Regions from separate parts of the Ovis aries genome. Here region 2 is linked to region 1. The links are chromatin contacts, called in public Hi-C maps. All regions are on one chromosome and are shown on one strand. The core of a region is the stretch at or near the end of the contact, and the rest is flanking DNA. Distances in the headings are between cores, read along the strand shown. Region 1 overlaps TMEM108 (transmembrane protein 108). Region 2 holds the start of TMEM108 (transmembrane protein 108).

The links. Hi-C and Micro-C count contacts between places; a contact is called where the count stands out from the background.
Region 2: a Hi-C map of hypothalamus shows a contact between it and region 1, with 5 times the contacts expected there. The contact joins the promoter of TMEM108 here to the enhancer-like site in region 1. A contact is called at or near these places in 4 of 16 Hi-C or Micro-C datasets (hypothalamus, liver, skin fibroblasts and 1 more).

What each region holds. Positions count from the first base shown.
Region 1 is chr1:256,671,861-256,677,730 of ARS-UI_Ramb_v3.0, forward strand. All of the region lies in intron 4 of TMEM108 (transmembrane protein 108), which reads right to left. Among named protein-coding and RNA genes, the nearest start is that of BFSP2, 13 kb to the left of the region's middle. Within about 2 kb of position 4,366, at least 11 of the 54 cell types and tissues checked have an H3K27ac peak or open chromatin away from gene starts, as enhancers often do. A contact at or near this core is called in hypothalamus, where this site is marked.
Region 2 is chr1:257,088,278-257,094,076 of ARS-UI_Ramb_v3.0, forward strand. It overlaps TMEM108 (transmembrane protein 108), which reads right to left and starts at 4,295. Exons shown (of 6, transcript XM_027960370.3): 1 at 4,161-4,295.

The DNA.
Region 1 (5,870 bases), core at 3,116-5,615:
TTGACTTCCACAGAGGGCAGAGGCTCAGAGCAAAATCTCTAGGCAGAGGTCTTGGGCCCTGATAAAACTGTTGCTCTGGTCTCATTACCACCACCATCATCAAAAACAAACAGCTGCTAACAGTCCTATAGCATGTATGTAGGGCTCCAGTACTCTAGAAACATGAATTCATTTAGTCCTCCATGTAACTCCATGAGGTCAGTACTATGAGGGTCACTATTTTACAGGCAGGAAAATGGAGACTTAGAGAGGTGAAGTGACTTTGCCCAAGAGCAAATCCAGATGGCTCCAAAGTCCATGCTCTCAACCATCCGTGGCTCTGCCTCACAAAGACAAGCCAAATGCTGACGTGGAAACCTCGCTGCACAGAGAGGTCTGATCCCGCCTCCACACAGCTCGACGTGCCACACTGTTTGTTCAATCTTGGACTCTTGGGGGCACGGGAGGAAGGAGCATGTTTGGAGGCTGCTGCTGAACCATGTGTGAACAGAGTGGCTTGGACATGCTGACAGGGAAGGCTTCCGAGGTCAGAGAGGTGGGGTGGCCTGTCCTGGGTCTTACAGGGGAACAGGGATGCAATGGCCCAGGGAGACAGGAGCCATCTTGGGGAGAAGCCAGTCAATGAAGACTGGGCACCTCCTGCCCAGGCTAGCCATTCCCAGAGCCCATGGGGTGGCTGAAACTCTGGATCAGGAGTAGGCATGGTTGCACTCAGCATCCTGGCGGTGCCCATCATCTGTGCTGGGGGTGGAGGGCAGTCTGAGCTGTCCCTAGAGGCTGGTACTGTGGTGGCAGTGGCCACCAGGGGGCAGTGGAGGCCCACCTCTGCCCACAGCGGCCAGCAGGCTTGGTGGTTTTGGGGGCCTGTGCCTGCCCGGGTGTGGGGGAACTGCAAAAGTTGGCATCCACGCAGACTGAGACTTCAGGGCCCAGAGCCCAGAACCTTGCAGGCTGACTGAGGAATTCTGTAGCTCTTTCCTGCTGCTGGCCTTGCTGGCATCTCTACCTGAAAAGGCTTCCAGGCAAGATCAAGAGATTGGGCAAGTTTCCATTCCATCCAATCTGCTTTGATCAAAAAGACTTCTACTTTTCTTACCATTCTTCCAGGTTGTTTCAAAAAAGTTTTAAAAATAGAAAGCCAGTTTCTGAATACTTGAGCTCAAAGACATTTTAGACTGGCTGGTAGAGATTCTTTCAAGCTTTGTGGGTTTCCTCCCTTCCTTCCAAAGAGCCCTTTCTTCAGCTAGTTGAAGGAAGAAGGGGTGAGGAGGGAGGCTGCAGAGTCAGCCTGAAAGTCTGCTAATTTAGGGCACACCTGCCTGTTTTATAGAGGAGAAGACTCTGATGCGGAACCCAGCTTGCCACAGGTCACAGCAAGTGGCAAGGCTGGGGTAAGGCCCTGGTCCCTTCTCTTTTCTGGAATTTTTATTCTTCATTGTCATTTTTACCCTACTCCTGGGGCTGGAAAGGTGAAGCAGCCCAGGGGTATTCAAGTTGGGGAAACCCAAGCCATAGGGTGAGGGCTAGGCTGCATGACCCACTCCCTCCCACCCCACCCCACCCCCGCCCGCTAACCTAGGTGTGTGCAGGTTGCAGAATCCAGGTCCTCTGGATCCCGGGCCAGTGCCCTCTGAGCCCACACTGCCCCTGCTCCAGGGCCTGGGCATGGTTAGGACGCACGACCAGGGTCCTGCCCTGTGGGAAGGGCAGGGGGTCGGACTGGGGAGTTCTGTTCCTCACCTTCTCCTCCTCCCATGTTGTTAGCACTCCCAGCCTGATTACACATCTATCGGGGAGTTCTTGGTGCCTCTCAAACACCAGTTCACTTACACACCAGAAGCCAGCCTAGCTACAGGAAGAGCATGGGCTTAGAGTCCAAAAGACCTGAGTTCAAGTCTGACTCGGCTGTGTATTACACTAGGCGTCACTTCATCATGCTGATCACTATAGACTTGGCAGGGTTGTAAGGATCACAAATGCTAAATGCTGAGAGCACTGCCTGACACACAATAGGTGCTTCACTAATAAGAGTTTCCTTCTTGTTCTCACATCATCATCCTTAAAGGGAGAACCTGAAGGAAAAATTGGGCTGCATGACTGTTGCGTGGTTCAAGGCCAAGGGTTAGGTTAGTACTTTCATTATTTTGGGGTCTGAGCTTTCATCTCAGAAAGAAAAGTTCAATCAGATTTATGGAGTCTCTATTTTATTCCCAGGTGCTCTACCGTCTGATTTAACTCACAATATGGCTGCCTGAGGAAGGTGCTGGCACTCTTCCCATTCACAGAAGAGGCAACTGAAGTTGCCTAAACTTCTAAACCACACAACTCTGCACACTCAGGTGTGAGCCGCGCCCTCTCCCATGTCACCGAAAGCTTCAACCGCTCTGTTTCTCCAAAAGGAAATGCTGTCGAGACCCTCGAGGAGGTCAATAGGATCCCTATTTCCTCTAGTTTTGAAACTGAAATGAGAGTGAAGCAAGTTCTCCCAGCTTCTCCAGCACATCAGTAGGGAATCAGCCACAGCTTGTTGGATGTGTGACAGGAAGGAGGAGCGTTGCTGACGTGAAGATGGAGCCTGGGTACTGTGCTGATGTTTCTGGAAGGGGCCTCATTTCAGGGCTGGGACCTGCTATACGATGGGAAATGGACACGAAAACCTACAGGACCCTGAGGGAGGGTGCTCTCCATGGGCAGCTGGAGGATGTGTGGCAAATCCTGACAATGAGATGAGTATCATCTCCCTCTGACCGTGTCCTCATTGGGCACCTCCCCATGGTAGATGCCGTGATAGGACTTCAGATGCATCTGCTGTCCCCGACAAAGCTTTGGAGCAGCAGCTGCAGCCCCGCAAGTGCCTGAGCAGCTCTCCTGCTGCACGGGGCAGCCAAGGGACCGCCCCTGCCTCTGCCCCCTTGACCCACCACCACAGGTGTGCTGAGGCCACCCTTCCTAGGCTGCTCCCAGCCATTACTGATGGAGCAGGTCTGTTCCCGTGGGACAGGAAACTCCTCTAATGGTCCGAGGACTCTCCTCACCTCGTGGAATCTTCCTCAGGTTGGCCATCCCAGCCTTTTCCTTCCCAGCCCTCCACCTCCTTCTTCTTCCTTTATATCAATAATTCAAAGGTGTTTCCCCAATAAATCTCTTGCAGGCCTAATTCTGTTTTGGTATCTGCCTCCTGAAGGCCTTGAACTAACAGTGGACATTAGTCCTATTTTTGCAGGTGAGAAAACAGTGGCCCAAGGGTTAACCTGTTCAAGTCCCAGGGGCAACTAGTGGGAGAGCTGGGTTTACATCCAGGTGTGTCTGGTTCCCAAGTCAAGGCTTCCTGTTACAGCAGGGTCCCTCTCAAGCTATTCACACGAGTTTAAAGTTAGGCAAATGAGAGAGGGCAGGGAGCTCTTATGTCTTAGTTTGGCCCCTCATTAGGTAGATTAGAAACCAGAAACCCTGGAGGAAAGGATTACCTGAGTGGTGCCAGCCCATCTGTGGACAATCATTTCCTCACTCCAGAGGTTGGGGCAGGTCAAGGGAGGCCTCAGGGTGTGGAAGGAGGCCGGGCTGGACTGGGTGACGGGCCTGGGGAAAGCAGGTTTGGGGGCTCATTGACTTTCTGGCCTGGTGGATGGAGATGTGCCTGAAGAGGCTCCAGAAGGTTCCTGCGGGGGGCGCTGGTTGGGAAGCACAGGGAAGAGCTGTGAGCAGTGGACACTCTAGTCCAGCCTCGGAACACCCCGGGTAAGCCTGCCTTGTTCAAAGGCTGCCCCACCTCCTTCAGTTGGTTCATAAGCCCCAAGGAGACAAACCTGGTCATGCTTACTTCCCATCCTAATCTATTCTTTTAACTGGAAAGAGTACTTCTGACCCAGGTTTCTTTCTTTCTTTTTTAAAATAACTACAAAGTCACTGGGGTCTGTGAGTAAAGGTACCCAGGCACATACGGATTTGAGTAACATTCACAGAACAACTGGTAAAATAGCCACGAGCCACCTGGCATAAGGATGCATTCTCTCTGCTGCTCCAGTGGGATTTCTGTACGTCTGGAAGGAGGCCAGCCTGTCCTGGGTGATGTGCATGTGAACTCTCACGAGTCCTGGGTCAGGGAGAGGCTGCTCTGCTTTGGATGGCTCAACTTGGATTGATGCTGAAAAATATCTGTAACTGGCCTTGTTTCCTGCTGCTGGATGAAGACATTCTCGACAATGAATGTGGTACGTGCAGGCCAGGCAAGAGAGACTGATAGACCCACACAACTGACCTCCTGATGGAAACCCAGAGCACTGACAGCCAAGAGCAGGGGCCACTTCAGCACCAGACCCAGAGGCTTCCAGCAGGAGGTGGTGGGCTGTGCGTCCTGATGGTGGCAGCAGAGACCATCTCAGGAGCCACCCAGCTCCCAGACCCTGACCAAATGTGGCCTGGATCCAATCAGTTTCAGTTCTCAGCACATCTGAAATGGAGTGTGGCTGTTTCCAGTGTGGCTCAGGAGACAAAGCATTTCTCAGACCTGGCGCAACATACATCCTTCCAGCTGCTAGAAAAGGGCTCATGATCTGAAGAGCAGGTGTGATTGGTGACAGCCCCTCTTGAACAGACCTGAGACTTGCTACAATCACCCTCTGCTTCCACCAGAAACCGGGGAATTGCCGGCCTGCCCAGGCAGCCCCAGAAAAGCTGGACCAGGGCCCGGACTACTCAGAAAATCAGATGAGACAATCTATGCATGTACTTTGTTACCAATGCAGATTGCCTGAAATATCTGGCAAACTAGCCAAAGAGGAAACTCTTCTTTGAGGGCTGGAGAGTGTGTTTTAGGATAAATGTAGCTGCTGAGAAGGTCTGACTGTGGGGCCCCTAGACCTGGCCAGGCTATGAGCTTTCAAACAGCACAGCATTTTAAAGCTGGACAAGCATCTTCTTTCTCAGTGCCCCTCTCATCAGGACCTTCACAGGGCCAGCGATGGTCCCACAGGACAGAGGCAGCCAGGCTGGAACCCTGCTGAGTGAGGGCTTGGCCTGAGGATGGTGGAAGTGCAAGGCAGACACCAAAGGAAGCAGGGGCTGTGGGTCCCAGGGGAAATCTTCCCTTCTGAAGTAATATGCTCTCGCCCAGTGGCTGAAGGCTCCTGTCAGTGCCAGAGCATTCTCGCGGTGCAGTTCCAGGCTTGTCCTCGCTTCTGTCTTGGCTGATGTTATTACACATGGTTTAGGCAGCCCATGGGTTTTCTGCTTTGCAGTAAAATTTGATCTAATTTCAAACCCATATATAGCAGAAGGGCTGGAGACATCTTTTTAGACCTGCAAACCCAGGTGGCTGTGGGCTGTGGGAGTGCAGGTAGGGACAGGGAAAGGCAGCTGGGTGGGGGAAGCTGTGTCACACACTTCTGGGTCCCTCGTGCTTGAAACAATGCTTGGCACACTGAGCACTTGGGAGATGCTGTTGAGTCAAATGGATCGTGCCACCAGGTCTGGGGTGGCTCAGGTGTGACTGGGACCCTGGGCAAGTCACTTCACTTGGTAACATACTCCTTCTTACCTGTATGGTGTATCTGCTTCGTCTTTTTATTTTATTGCTCTAGCTAGTCTGTTTTAAGGATGAATGATTAAAAATAGTAGGAATTCCCTTTGTAAACTAGAGCCTCTAGACACATGGAAAGAATGGAAAATTAGAAGGCTGTCTCTAATGTGGTTACTTCTAAATATGACCATTATTAATAATTTATTGGCTAATAGTGCTATATTTTCTCATTATCATTCTTCTGTTTTAGAAGTGGGCAATCACAGCTTTAAGAATATCTGTGTGCACCCATAAGTGACAATAAATCTGCTTAAGGAAAGAATGAATATGCAACCTGTAAACATTTTCACTT
Region 2 (5,799 bases), core at 3,045-5,544, 420 kb after region 1:
ATTTCTGCCCAACACAATACTATTCATGCTGTGGTTTAAAAACCCTACTTTAACAGAATTTTCTTGGCTCCAGCCCTGTAGACACATCATCTTCTTCGTACTGATGGCAGGTGAAGAAATTCAGCACTGGAAAAGGCAGGACTGACATGAGCTTGGGTCCCAGCTTTCTACCTCTCTAGTTCTGTTAGCTTGGGCAAATCACTCAGCTCTGAGGTGAAACTCTTTGTCTATGAAATGAGAAGGTCAAGCTACACCATCCCTAAGGTTTCCTACAACTCTGAATTATTAGGATTCTCTGAGAAGAAATATCAGTGAGATTTCTTTTTGCTCTAGGTTCACTGCATGAAAATACCTTTTAGATGAGAATTTTTCAGGGGCTTCAGAAATGTTGACACTATAAGAATCAGCTGGGTGTAGAATTTTTGACTTAGAAAGGATTTTTTTCAAGAGACATCTCACCCAATTCCAGTGACCCAGGTGAGAAAACTGAGGTTCAGAAAGGCAAAGAAATGTATTTGAGGTCACATGATGAGGTAATGTTAGCAAACTGTTGTGACTACTTCTGTCTATCGTCAGCAAGATTTTAGGATTTGGCATTGGTATAAAACTCAGCTCATGAGTTCACTTGAAGAGAGATGGAAATAAACTCCAAAAAGCTGAGCCATAGCACAAGGACAGCACGAGGAAGCAGGTGATTTGGGTAATGACTCCCAGGAGCAGAGTTCTATGCCTCCAAAAGGGTCAAAGCTCATATGCACAGTAACCTCATTAGCAACAGTATCGCCCCCTTCAAATATATGGCTACAAAATTCATATAAAAACAGTCAATTATTTTTTTAAAAAATGAAAGAAAAGGTGGTTCAAAAGAGGGGAACAAATGAACAAACCCTGGCTAATAAGGTCAATAAAACCAAAGTTCAGGATGTGAATTGCTAATAAAATCTTAAAATTGTAGAATACTTGTTAGGAATTTTTAAGTTTTAGAAGAAACTGATTCAGAATAACTTTGACCTACTATTGTGGACAGCTCTAAAATACAGTAATCATGAGCATTATTTTTACTAATACTCTCACCACTATCTTCAGATACATAATTATAGGATATTGATTCGGTTTAAAAGTTATATGTGTATTTCGATAGTCCCGTCCACATGTAGACAAATTTTATAAGCAAAGACGTAGACACTAGGAAGTTGTTGGGAAATTTGATTGAATCATGAATTCAACCTCATTTTCAATTAGCCAACAATATGTATGCAAGAGCTTTCAAAACCTGTGTTCCAATGCTTGTCAGCTTACCCTCTCCATTTCCCACACACAACCAGCAAAGTAATGGCACCCATTCTCAACCTCCACAACCATCATTCCTACTTTGTATCAATATTTATGGCTTTCGTAACTTTTTTCTTTTTTTTATGATTTTCTTAGGAAACTGACACAGCCTTTCAAAATCTTCTAGACCAGACCTATACATCACTGGTTTGCCAGCTCCTGTTTCATCTCCTCCAGGACTTCCCAGAGACAGCAGTGCCATCTACTGGTAGGGAGGGCATAACTTGTTTTCTGGAAGCCTGCGGTTGACATGCCTGAAAGAATGGCAGCCTAGATTTGTGTTTTTGTGAGCCTTTCTTTTCTAGAGCACATTACAAGCGTAACTGATGCTTACAACCTGAGACATAGAAATCCACAGGAGCCCCCATCATGAAGGGCAGGTCCTTGGGAAGCCGTATAAAACCCAGCCTGTCAAGCCAGTAGAGAGGCAGCTCTGCCTTCTCAAAGCTCCAAAGGCAGAGCCTCACTGAAACACTTCCTAGGGCTTCCGTATCAGATGTTCTCACCTTGCTTCCACCTGTGGCAATGCTATCCCACTCTATCTTACAACAAGAGTCCAGGGAAGGTGCTTAGACCTCTATCAACGTGACGGTTCTTAGATTTACACAGTGTGACACAGACCCTGCTCAAAGGACAGTACTGCTTAGGCATGCAGGTCAGACTCTATAATCTCTCATTCACTCTTCCCTCCCTGACCCAGGGGACAGAAACGACAGAAAGGAAACGATTTTGTTGTTGCTTTGGAAGCAACATTAGTGGGCTTTTACTGAATCAGAGAATAAACCTTGTCCTGTAGATCACTGAGGTACACTGCTTCCCTTAAGATGAACTAAGCCTGCCAATCTTTCTGCTTTCCCTTGTTTAACCTAATAAGTGTTTTTCAACCTTTCCAAAACGCTTGCCTCCCTTTCACAGACTAAACATAAACACTGCACGCCCTTTGTGCAGTTTATATAACAAAAGCGACATTTTCTCTCTAAACACAAAACCATATACCTTTTCAAACTATACTTCCTACCCGAGCCTCAGAATTCCTTCCTCTCCCCACTGATACCAGCTGGAAACAAATCACTGACAAGTTCTAAAATTACTCTAATTTGCTTTATGTACCAATCTGTCAGGTGACAATCTATATTTTACTTTATGAGGTCATTTGTTACATTCCCAACAAGCTTTGCAACACCTTTTCTTTTACTTTGGCTCACCCCAGAAAACCACCAGAAGTTGATCTGCTACAGTTGATGTTAATTCTGATTCCCCCTAACAAATTTAAGTGTGCCTTCTTTAGTTAGTTTGAACTTGCCAAGTAAATTGATTTCCTAACAAGTTTGGGCATTTCACAGGCATGGTGTGTGTCTGAGATGTTTGGAAAAAAAAAAAAAGATCACACCGTTTCCTAAAGAAACAAAACTTTGTATGGGGAAGGTAAGAGCAATAAAAAGCCTTGGAACCCTGTCAGGATGTCTCTGAGGAATCAGGTAGAGAGATTCCTGTCCATTTCCTACCAGAATAAGTTGTAAATGAATTATAGTGGAATTCCATAATACAGTAAAATCTTTCTAATGATAGTTTAACCCGTTCTGAACCAAGCAGACTAGCAGGTATAGCTAATAAATTAACTAGTGGAAAACTGAAGGGGCTTTTCATACTTTGTTATGAGCTGTACAGTATGCTCTTGCTATTTCAGGTTTAGGGAAATTGAGAAGGAAAGAAGCAGAGGATGCCTTTTGTAAAGTATGACTTCAAGGAGACATCTCCCATCCCCAAACCATAATCACACACTCACACTCACACACACACACACACACACACAAGCAGCTTTTGACATCCAAAGGCCTTCTTTTAACACGCACTTTTGAAAGAATTAAGGAGATCTAAACGGGTGTAACCTGCCTTCCCTTCTCCCTAGCACCCATTAACATGCTAAAAATAAGTCAATACTTGATTCGGCAGTCCAGAAAAACCTCAGTTTACAGAGATAACCAGCACCACCCCCCGGGGGGTGGGGGGGATCAGGTTTTCTTGAAGGAGAATATCCGTGTGATGGTCTGCTCTGCAGTTCACTGCAGGGATCTTCCCCCTCACAACTACCAGCCATCAGTTTCGCTGTAATTTCTCACTGTAGCCTCTCACTTAGACCTTCTCCGCCAGTGCCCAGCGGCTTTAAAAAAATAATTTTTCCCCCTTCTCTTTACGAATCTCTTGATCTTGATCCCTTCGGCAGGCTGAAAGCGTTTCGGTGCAACTCTGGGGTGAGAGCTCCAGGCAGGTCCGGAGAAGCCTTCCACCGGCGCACCTGGGCTGGCCCGAGGGTCCTGCCCCCACCCCTGCCCGCACGGCTGCGCCAGGAATACGGCTTTGGTCGCCGCCGCCGCCGGATTAGTTCGAGTCCCGTGGCTTGGCCAAAGTGACACTACATTTTTTTCCTTCGTTCTCACATGTGACAGATCCCACTGCATTAAAGCCATCTTCTCCCCGGCTCTAGGCCAGGTCTTGCGCCGGAGACGTCCCCGCCCCACCACCCTTCACCCTTTACCTGGGGAGGGGGTCGGTACCAGCATCCCTCCGGGAGAGAAACAAAGGCGGAGGCGAGGCTACCAGGTGGGCAACTCCCCTCGGGTGGACCCGTCACCGCGGTGAAGAGGATGGGGAGATGCACTAGCGGGCAGAAAAGGGAAACCGAGGCACCGAGGGAGATGACTGAGCCTGGGTCTGCATCCTCTCCCAAGTGAGGCTCCCCGGGCGGGCGGACCTCAGACTTCCCCCCGCCCCGCTCGCCCGCAATCGGCCGCGGAGGGGCAGGGAGCCCGCCCCGCGGCAGCTCTTACCTCGGGAGAAGCGCTCCCGCTCCCTCCGACGGCTCGGGGAAAGAGCCCCGCCGCTCGCGCACGCGCACTCGCGTTCTCGCCCCTCCGCGCCACCGCGCGCGCCCCTCCGACCTGGCTTTGGCCCGCCCCGGCTCTGTCCGTCAGCGTACGCGAGAGCCAATCCACTAGCACGGGAGGGCCAGCGCCGGTCACGTGGTCGACCTAGCCAATCACCAAGCTGCCCTCGGCAGCACCCGTTCCGATGTCTCCGGGGATTCGGTTGCTACAGAGTGGATCGGGTGAGAGGCGTGTACAAAGGGCTGGATCTCTGTTTGGGGCTCTGATTGGTGCTAGATTGACAATTACTAGATCTATTGATATCTCAAATGCTAAATATGAACAAGAATGACCTGGGCATCTTATTAAAAAGCGGATTCTGATCCAGTAAGCCTGAGACGGGGACTTGAAATTCTGCCCAACAATCTCTTAGTGATGATGCTCCTGGTCTGAGGACCACGCTTTGGGTAGTAAGATTTTAAAGGCACTTGTCTAAAAATGACGGTTATAACCCCCTACTCCATGTTATCCAGAAGTTTCAAAACCTTTTCCTTCCTCAACTGATAAAGCTTTCCAGTGACTGACTGAACAAGGGGTGTTCTGGTGACGCTTGTAGTTTGGACACAGGCTGAGGGAAGGCATGTTTGATTTGAACATCACCCATCTTTGTTCATGGGGCAGTAACTAATTTGGTGGACGCTCCTCATTGAGAACACTAAGTTATCCTGAAGTATTGGACATGTGTGTCACTGTGCTGTATTCTTGGCCAGAGAAGAAGCATAAGTGGTTCCTGTTTTTTGGAAATTTTCAGTCTGTCACAGAACTACACAGGCAAACTCGGGAAGAAGCATTATAGGAATAAAATCCAGGGAGCTAATTGCTGCAGATCCTTGGACAATTCAGGTCAGAACTATCCAATATAAGCCAGAGTTTGTAATATCCTATCTTAGGGATCTTTGAAATTGCCCAGATAGACTTCTGTCAGTAATTTCAGAGTCTGGAAATCAGGAAGCCCAGTGCCTCTGTCATCTCTCAAACTTGACCTAAATCTGAATATTTTCAGACTGGCTAGACTATTTGTTGTTCAGCATAGTCCTATTACCCAATAGTGTACTGGTGTGATTCAAAGGTCTAAGTGCTACAGTCTCTAAAACCTTCCTACTTCAGGCCAGGTGGTGTGACACTGCTTCAGCAGTTTTCTCTCACTATTCCTCAAGGTGATCAAAATGTCACTTAGAGGAAACTTATATCCTTGTCAGTGTATAGAGAGCCTCTGGCTTATCAGCCCCAGAAGTGAAGCCTGCTTAATAATCTCAGCTATTGTTCACCAGCAACTCTATCAGAGATAGCATAGCACAAAACTCAGAATTACAAGAATGCACAGAATCGAGCACAGCAATGGTTCCAGCTGCAGCAAGAGTAAAGAAATGTCTAACCAAGAAGAACATGTTTGAAAATCTCAGAGAAAGTTTATTTTACTATCTTTAAACCAGTGGTTCTCAAGCTTGGGTATACAGTAACATTTTTTTTTTAATTGGAGGATAATTGCTTTATAATGTTTTGTTAGTTTCTGCCATACAACAGGAGAAGGCAGTGGCACCCC